Linked DNA regions of Zea mays: regions 1 and 3 are each linked to region 2. A link is a contact called in public Hi-C data. All regions are on one chromosome and are shown on one strand. Each heading gives the region's core, a stretch centred on a gene start, on an enhancer-like site or on the middle of the called end of the contact. The rest is flanking DNA. Distances are from core to core; before and after follow the strand shown.

Region 1 (2,763 bases), core at 166-2,665, 440 kb before region 2:
CAGCTTTGGCAGGCTTCCTAGCTCATCGGGGATGGTGCCATGGAAACTGCAACCGGACAGAATCCTGCACAAAAAAAGAGAAACCGTTACTGTTTACCTTCTCAAAACAAAACAAGGCAGCAGAGAAACTAAGAAGGAGAAGAAACACACAGGAGTGACGCGTCATCAAGAACTTACAAGGTGGTGAGCTGCTTCAGGTTCCCGATGGTCGGAGTGAGCACGCCGCCGAGTTCGTTGTTGAATGACAGGTCCCTGCACACGCACGATTAGCCAAGCCAATGGTTCACACTTCACCGTGGCAAACTGCAAGAGCAGTAATTATTAGCTGGGTGAGTGATTCCACATACATGGATTGCAGGTCACTGAGCTGGCCTATGTCAGCAGCTAGACTTCCTTGGATGCCCATGGTGGAAAGTTTTCTGAAAGAGTCCCATGCATGCAAGTCAAGCTCAAGCAGACTGAGTATAGTGGAATGAGTGTGCAGTGGAGTTTTTTTTTTTTTTGTGTCAGAGCTGTGCGCGCGGACGGACACCTACATGGAGATCACTTTGTCGCCGCCGCACGTCACGCCCTCCCACGGCGACTCTCCGCAGGGATCGTCGGACTGGCCCCAGGACGGCGGCGCGTTCTGCCACTGATCCATCAACGCCCGGAGCACGGAAGCTGCAACGGAACTCCTCGTTTCAATTGATTCTTTTTTTTCCTACTCTACTACGTACTTGAGTAGATCTTTCACTTTTTACTAAGGGAACTACTAGTATCACAGTTCCCTGATCATGGGCAGAGAGAAGCCAGAGCAATCGAGCAGAGAAGAGAAGAGAACGGTATCGATCTGAGAGCAAGTGAAAAATGCATGGTACTGAATGCATGGTACTCACTGTCCTGGCTGTCTGTCGTGCCCGAGCACTGTTGCGCGCACGCGGAGAGCAGGACGGCCACGGCGAGAAGGAACCCCATCGTCGTCCTCCGGCTGCACCCAGCTGCTGGCTGCTCCGTGCGCGCGGAACCCTGCATGCCGAGGTCGCGGCCCCGAGGTGCGGTTTTAGGTCGCCCAGCCCAGCGGACACTGCCACTCAGCAAAAAGCTCGTGGGGGGCGCAGCAGAACAGCAACCACCTGCACCACAACCGAACTCCATGATGCGCCTCATGATGAGGTGTGCAGTCAGTGCACCCAACGGAGCCAATAGACAGGACGGGCCGGGGGAAATGGTGGCGTCGACTTGACTTGAAAGCGAAGCCAGGCTCCGATGGAATGGAGCACTAGCTAGCTAGCTAGTCCAAGCACGCCCAGCCCACTCCTACCGCTGCCTGAGCAAGAAAGAGCTAGCAGTCATCCGCACGCGGCATAACCCTCGTTCTACGGCAAGTCCTGAGCATGCCCGTACCGTACTGCGCCTGCGCTAGTGTTTGTTCGTGGTGACGGTGCCGATTCAGAGATTAGTGATGATGACGGTTGTTCTAAAGAGGAGAGGCAATTAGGTGGGGGATTAAACAAACACTATCGCCCATCATTTGGCGTGCTTCTCTGTAGAATCTTTTGGTTGGTGGAAAATGCAGAGAGACATACAAAGGTGTTTCAGAAGAAGAAGAAAAACTGTAGAGATCGCTGAACCGGAACGCGCCGAGAGTTGCTCCGGCGACAGGGAGCCTCGATTTGCGAAGATAAGCCACGGCCGTTGGGACGTGACGTCGGTTGGGACTGATAGTCCTCGTGCCCACAGTGAAGTCAATTTGATGCTGCGGGCCGGGATGGTGTTGCAAAATTCCAGATAAAACGACACCTAGATGGAACCTGGTAAAGGTTTTCTCTGATTTTTCTCCGACGGAGAAGACCCGCCTGTCTGACTCTGACCTCAGTTCTGCTGTTTCTCATCTATATATGATATATCTCTCATCTTTCATAGTTTCATCACTGTTCACTGTGGCATCTTGCCTTTTTTTTTAGAACCGGAACACACACACGCATCTTCTACGAACTGCATTTTTGTCCCCTTTTTTTTTGACCGCAGCATGGTTAAGGTTATCTAACAGTTTACTCATCTTCATACTCATATTAAAACATACTCTATAAAAAATGCAGTTTATAGTATAAAATAGTGTTTTGTTCACAATTTTCAAGCATCGGTTTCAGCTCGTGTGTTCTACTGGATTTGAGGATTGTAATGCTAAACACAGAGGTCCTTTCTTCACAACTGTTTTTTTCAAGCTTTGAAGGCCGTGATGGGGATTTGTGATGATTGATTGAAGCCTGTATAATTGCGGTGGCACAGAATAGTAGTCTCAAAGAGTGACTTCGTGGCACATACTTACTCCCTGGATGGGTACACGTACATTTAACCTCCCTAACTTTGCAAGGGTAGATATTTAATTCTACGGGCTAGTTTGAAAACTCAAATTCTGTTAGGTTATCTCTAGCAGGCTATGTAAACGACCATAGAAATTATTGTTTTGCTCTATAGGTTATACTGTTTGTAGAGTGAAATTTAAAATAGAGAGGGAGATAGTGAGTGGATAATGAGTCTGCTTGAGGTAGTTTTAGGGTGTATGTTATTTTCTAGGTAGCAATCTTCCAGAGATGACATTCAAATAAGATATTTAGTTATCTATATAAAATTTCTTATCCCTTGGGTTGTCTCCCCTTCCTTCTAAACTAGCCCCTACAGTGTCCTAACGGACCCACACACACACAATCCCTACACAAAACCATAGAAACAGTCACCAATTCATAGCACAGCAAGTCTCGTGCGTTTAATGGCATGATG
Region 2 (3,069 bases), core at 55-2,554:
TTTGCTAATGACATGACTTACTAATTATTTTGTTTCACCATTTTCCTATAAAAGACTATATGGTAAATTAATCATGGAAACACACACACTATATAGATTCATTTAAAAAAAATCCGTAAATATAACGCTAGCTCAAAATTTATGGAATCTAGAAAATTAAGAGTTAATTTATTGTATTTCTATCGGAAAGCACGTGGGTAATATTTCCTTTTGAACTTTTCATTTGCAAATCTACCTCACGGCACTATAATAATATTTAATAGATATAATCTAAGGATCATTAGATAACTTATATTAAGCTACTATTTAAACTATGGTCGTCATGATCAGTAGTTCAACCGTTTCAACACTTTTAGATTAATAGTCTAAACCTCTATTTACTACCACTAAGTATAAGTTACTTGAGTTGTATTTCCCTTTGACTTAACTTTTATAGAACCTATATTTAAATTAATTCTCAACTACTATATTCATATTAAAATGCACAAATGTAAAAGACAGCAGAGATACTAGATAAAATATTTTATCACACACACATGAAGCTAATAATTCAAATTACACGTCATTCTAACTCTAAAATATATAAATTTGAAATAACAAAACGATGCAGGGATTAGATCCTCTATTAACTATAAACTTTGGGGTGTATCACATAGGATTACAGGGACCTAATTTAACTCTTTTGAACTAAACATATAAACGAGTTCTACACAAAAAAAAGTTAGAGGCTAAGCTACATATTGCTCATCTTGTACCTCGCAGCAATGTCGAACAGGAGAGGGGAAGAACGGCGTCGAGATCGGCGACGGCGGACGGCGCTGCAGGGAAGCAGAGGAAGGAGCACCAGCAGCGAAGGGCGGAGCTCCGACAAGGGGCAATAGGTCTCGTCTTCGCGCTGTGCACGGAAGCAGAGCTCGAACAAGCTAACGACCGTGAGTGGCAGCACGATTGTTGTGTGTGGGCAGTGAGCAGGGGGAGCAGAGCTCGCGGCGTACAGAACACGATGATAGAGGCTGTGCAAGCGTGTGCAAGGAGGAGAGCAGAGATTGAGTGTTGGGGCTTTGGAAATGAGGACTGGCAAGCACGCTTTATAGCTGGGAGAAGGAGAGAATCACGGAGGGGAGAATTAAGTCGTGGCGGCCGATTGAACGCATTGAAGCTTCCGTTTTCAACCATTGATGGCGGCTGCATTGGTCGTAAGGAGAAACAGCCGCGACATGGAGGAAACGGATCAGACGTGGGTGAGGCTGAGCACAACGGCGCAGAAGCAGGCGGGACTGCGCGCGGTGGCAGAGAGACGAGCAGTCGTGGCTGCGTCGGCTCGGCTGGCAAGCAACACAGGGAGAAGAAAGGGTCGAGAGAGGGACACCATGTGGGACCCACCTGTCCTGTGCACAATAAAGAAAAAGAAAGACGCGAGAATGAATGCCTGGCTTCTGGCCGAGCGTTCGTTTCTCACTTTTTTTCTTTTGTTTTTTTCCAAATTCACATAATATATATATATATATATTCCAAAGAAATCATAATAAATAATATTATATGATTTAAGTTATCTAATCCTCGAAAAAATTTGACAAAACTATTATTTTAATAAATTAGACTTCACACAAAAAATCATGATACAATAATAAATGAAATCAATCACTCAGTAGGTTTAGTTATTCACCAAAATTTGTTAAACCTTGTTACATCACTACTTTAATTATTCAAAAAAAATTCCAATGAAAGTGAATCAAATTAGATTGTTTTAATTGATGGATTTAAGGTGTTACAATTTCCCTGTATGTGTGAAATAAAATTATTAGACACACATATAAGTGTATTCGTTTTTGTCTTAAAACCATGTAGCTCAGAATTATACACTTGCATTCCGAAGTCATCCTAAAGTGCACTAGTCATTTTTATTTCATTTTACTTTTATTGCGCCCATTTCGTGACACCAATCTCATTGTTGCAATTAAACATATTGCTTACGTGGCACATTTAAAAATATAGGGTGTTTAAGATGATGGAATTGTTGTGCGAAAGAAAGATTTAGGTAGGAAGCACGTTTAAAAATATAGGAGATTCAATTTAAGTGGACTCCTGGAAATGTTCCAAGTCTTGCTCAACCATGGCCCATGGAATGTGAGCAATTTAACGCATCATTATGCACTAGGAACAATAAGCACACTACAGTTATGGGAACGACTTCAATAACAAGACTTCAAATCGTGCATAAACAAATTGAGGAAACAGGCATTCGTCAGCAGCTAATTTCCGACCGGAAAAGAGCATCATTTGTGGCACTAGACACGGATGAACGGTCCGAACCGTCTGGCCCACCCATAGGCGCGGAGGGCGGACAGTTCGCGAATAGATCAAATCAGGCACAACTAACCCTTTTTCGCACGAGTTTATCCTTCTAAAGCCGCGCACAAGTTTATGACTCTAAAGTTGTGATTGCTGTTGTCAGACGTCTAGAAACAAATCTAGACCAACCCTATATATACTAAGGGGTACGGCTAGAAACAAATCTAGACCTCCCCTATATATACTAAGGGGTACGACCGATTGCAAACACCAATAATCAATCAATATATTTTTCGATCTTTGCATTTTACCCTAGAATTAGACAGTAACGTACTTTTCTTTCTCTAATATTCACCTCACTCCGAGTCTACGTCGTTTAAATGCGTCTTAGATGGCCTACCGACACCAAAACAAATCATAGGATCTCTCCTCCCCAACAGGATCCCTCCCGGCAACGAAATCTAGATGTTGTTGACGAACTTCGCCACCTCTGTACACACACGGACTGTCCGGTCCGGTCATCAGGTGACTATACGACAGATTGCGAACCATTCGGCCCTCGGCCGTAGACCGTCAACGCTTCACAGAGCACCACCGCAAGTACACATTGCAATGATTGGCGTCCAGATTGACACCAATATATATATATATATATATATATATATACACGGCGGCACTAAAATGCACCTGGGTGCATTCTCTATATTGAATGCACCCAGGGTGCAATAACACCCCGAGCACGCCTCTCCATAAGAGCACGCCCTCGGCCCTCCTGTA
Region 3 (3,016 bases), core at 103-2,602, 340 kb before region 2:
TGCCTAAAATTAATAACTCGTCAACGTTTACAACACAATATATGAAGTGGCATTTCAGTGAGTAGATGTATCAACCTAAGTGTCATTATCTAGATGCCAAAACAAAAGGAGAAAGAGACTGACCATATCATAGCCTTTTAGTATTGTGCAAATACGGTGTTGAAGCCCACTATGGTCTAGTTCATTTTAAACTAGGAATAGGGCATTGGTGTGGTCATATGGTTGAGTATGATGAGATTGATTATATCATCTAAGAAAAACTTCAATTTGATATTGTGGCATGTAATGACTATTTTTAACACAATAGTAGAAATGTGATTGAGTGGATAAATTTTAGACATGAATACGAGAATACAATTAGACAAAAATAAGTAACACAATAAAAGTTAAAGTATGGATCTCAACTTGTCGACAATATCATTAAGTCCCCCAAAGAGAAACGTCGTCAAGCATGGGAATGAGAACCACTTCACCTGATACATCCAAGTACAAATGTGTAGTATGTTTAGGATTCAAAGACATGAGGTGGAAAAAGTCAAATACATCTCATAAAAACCTCATTGCTAGACTGTTTAATAAGTATTTGGACTATAATTATTTTGTGACCTTGTTTTATTGTAGACGGCCAACTTATTATATTTTCCTTGCAAGGAAAGAATGACATGATGATATTGTCACTAAGGTAGCGCATGCTAGGTTTGAAAGAAGGAATGCAGAGAAGGGTTTAGGGTTAGGGCCACCCTACCTTTGTCTTAGATCATGTGGGAAATTCTAGCCTAAGATTTAATAGGATTAATAGAATATTTATACCAATAAGATTCACATTTTTAAACCTATTTCGAAAGAATTTCTAGGTTAAACGTGCTTATCTTAGATATCTTAGAATCTAATAATACTTATTTAGTATAATAATAATAATTTATATAAGTTTGAAATAATTTATAATTTAGGGCCTGGTTGACTAAGAAAATATTGTATTATTTTATCTAAGTAAGAAAATACCACAGTAATTTATTGAAGAAGGAAGCCAACGACTCAGATTCTCAGACATTCAAGAAGGATCAGCTTTTATAAACAAATAAAAGTGATGCAGGATAGTCGGCCATCCTGAAGCATCTAAAACTCTGTCGAAACACCTGTAGATACTTGACAGCGATAAAACAAAGACTCGGCACCAAACAGGTGAGCACGAAACGTGCACTGATCGTCCCGGACGAGGAACCCAACATGCCATCACCACACTAGAGTACACTACTACAAAATCTCTCCGAAACAAGCCAGCAACCAAGTACAGCAGACATCCGTCCTATCCCACTCCTAGTCCCACCGCCACCTTCCCTCCCACCGCCACCATTCGGGCCGCCCTCTCTCCCAGTCGGCCAGTCCCAGCAAATCCCACTTCACCAGGCCTCAGCTCCAGCTCGCCTATCCCGGTATCCCCCCTCACCAGCGCCGCCGGAAGATCGCGCTGCGCCCGTCGTCTCACGAGGAGGCATCGACCGGCGCGGTGGCATTTAGGAGGAGGAAGGGGAGGCTGTACCTTGTTGACAGGGTCTTAGTTAGGCGGGGAGGGGCGAGATGAGCATGTACGGGAGGGACCCCTGGGGCGGGCCGCTGGAGATATGCCACGACTCGGCCACGGACGACGACCGCAGCCGGAACCTGGACATCGACCGGGGCGCGCTGTCGCGGACGCTCGACGAGACGCAGCAGAGCTGGCTGCTGGCGGGGCCCGGGGACCCGGGCCGCAAGAAGAAGAAGTACGTCGACATCGGTTGCCTCGTCGTCAGCCGCAAGCTCTTCGTCTGGACGCTCGGGGTGCTCCTCGCCGCCGCCGTATTCGCGGGGGTCGTGGCCGGGATCGCCAAGGCCATCCCCAGGCGCCACCGCCCGCCGCCGCCGCCCGACGACTACACCGTCGCGCTGCACAAGGCGCTCATGTTCTTCAATGGCCAGAGATGTGAGTAGTAACTCTGTTTCTTCTGTGGTTTTGCCATTGCGTGGGCGGAGTGTTGGAAAGATTGTTTTTTTAATGTGTCTGTGATGGCGATGCGTTAGAACTTAGAAATACTGAGGCCGTCTCAGCTGATTCGAGAAACTTACGTGCCAAAGATTGATTTCTAAGACAATTTTCTTTAATAGAATAGGAAATATCAGTTCAGTTTTCTGTGCTGTTTCTTCTGGTTTGTGGACAGCGAAGTATCAACATTTTTTGAATTCATCATTTTTCTAGTGAAGTGATTTGGAACGCCAGTTCAAAAGACGGTATTTAGGGCGCTTTTTTAGGGGAAAAGGCTATAGGAAACCTGCAGCGCGATTTTATTGAAACTTATTTAAGGCGCTCTTAGCTGAAAATCCAAGTTAGATGGTTAAGCTGCATTTTGAACAAGTGATTTCCGAATAAAAAAGTTACATTTCGTTGATATCTTCCTTGTTCAATTTGCTGCAGCCGGGAAGCTTCCGAAGCACAACAATATACCATGGCGTGGTAACTCTTGCATGAAGGACGGACTTTCTGATCCTGCAGTTCGGCGAAGCCTGGTCGGCGGGTACTATGATGCTGGCGACGCTGTCAAATTCAATTTCCCAGCTGCCTTCTCCATGACCCTCCTCAGCTGGAGCGTCATTGAGTACAGTGCTAAGTACGATGCTGCTGGGGAACTTGGCCATGTCCGTGACATTATCAAGTGGGGTTCAGATTACTTCTTGAAGACCTTTAATTCCACAGCCGATAGCATTGATCGTGTCGTTGCACAGGTAAATATTTCATCTGAAATAGATATGTATTTGGAGTTGGGTCTTGCCTGTTGCCACTAGGCCATTGCTAATCTGAATTATGGGGAGGGTGCAGGTGGGAAGTACTGCAACATCGCCCGGTTCAACGCAGCCCAATGATCGTTATTGTTGGATGAGGCCAGAGGACATTGACTACCCACGTCCAGTGGTTGAGTGCCACGCTTGTTCAGATCTTGCTGCAGAAATGGCTGCAGCATTAGCTGCAGCGTCGATTGTATTC

The links. A called contact is a pair of places that touch in the nucleus more often than the background predicts.
Region 1: a contact with region 2 is called in a Hi-C map of ear, with 5 times the contacts expected there. The contact joins the promoter of LOC100382229 here to the promoter of LOC100194062 in region 2. A contact is called at or near these places in 3 of 25 Hi-C or Micro-C datasets (ear, endosperm and tassel).
Region 3: a contact with region 2 is called in a Hi-C map of ear, with 2.2 times the contacts expected there. The contact joins the promoter of LOC100501706 here to the promoter of LOC100194062 in region 2. A contact is called at or near these places in 2 of 25 Hi-C or Micro-C datasets (ear and tassel).

The regions. Positions count from the first base shown.
Region 1 is chr1:54,372,515-54,375,277 of Zm-B73-REFERENCE-NAM-5.0, reverse strand. It overlaps LOC100382229, which reads right to left and starts at 1,415. Exons shown (of 18, transcript NM_001363303.1): 1 at 879-1,415; 2 at 537-663; 3 at 348-419; 4 at 178-252; 5 at 1-64. The coding sequence starts at 1,149.
Region 2 is chr1:53,929,191-53,932,259 of Zm-B73-REFERENCE-NAM-5.0, reverse strand. It overlaps LOC100194062, which reads right to left and starts at 1,304. Exons shown (of 3, transcript NM_001139118.1): 1 at 756-1,304. The coding sequence starts at 1,191.
Region 3 is chr1:54,270,335-54,273,350 of Zm-B73-REFERENCE-NAM-5.0, reverse strand. LOC100501706 (Endoglucanase 25) reads left to right here and starts at 1,352. Exons shown (of 6, transcript NM_001196379.1): 1 at 1,352-1,960; 2 at 2,450-2,757; 3 at 2,852-3,016. The coding sequence starts at 1,579.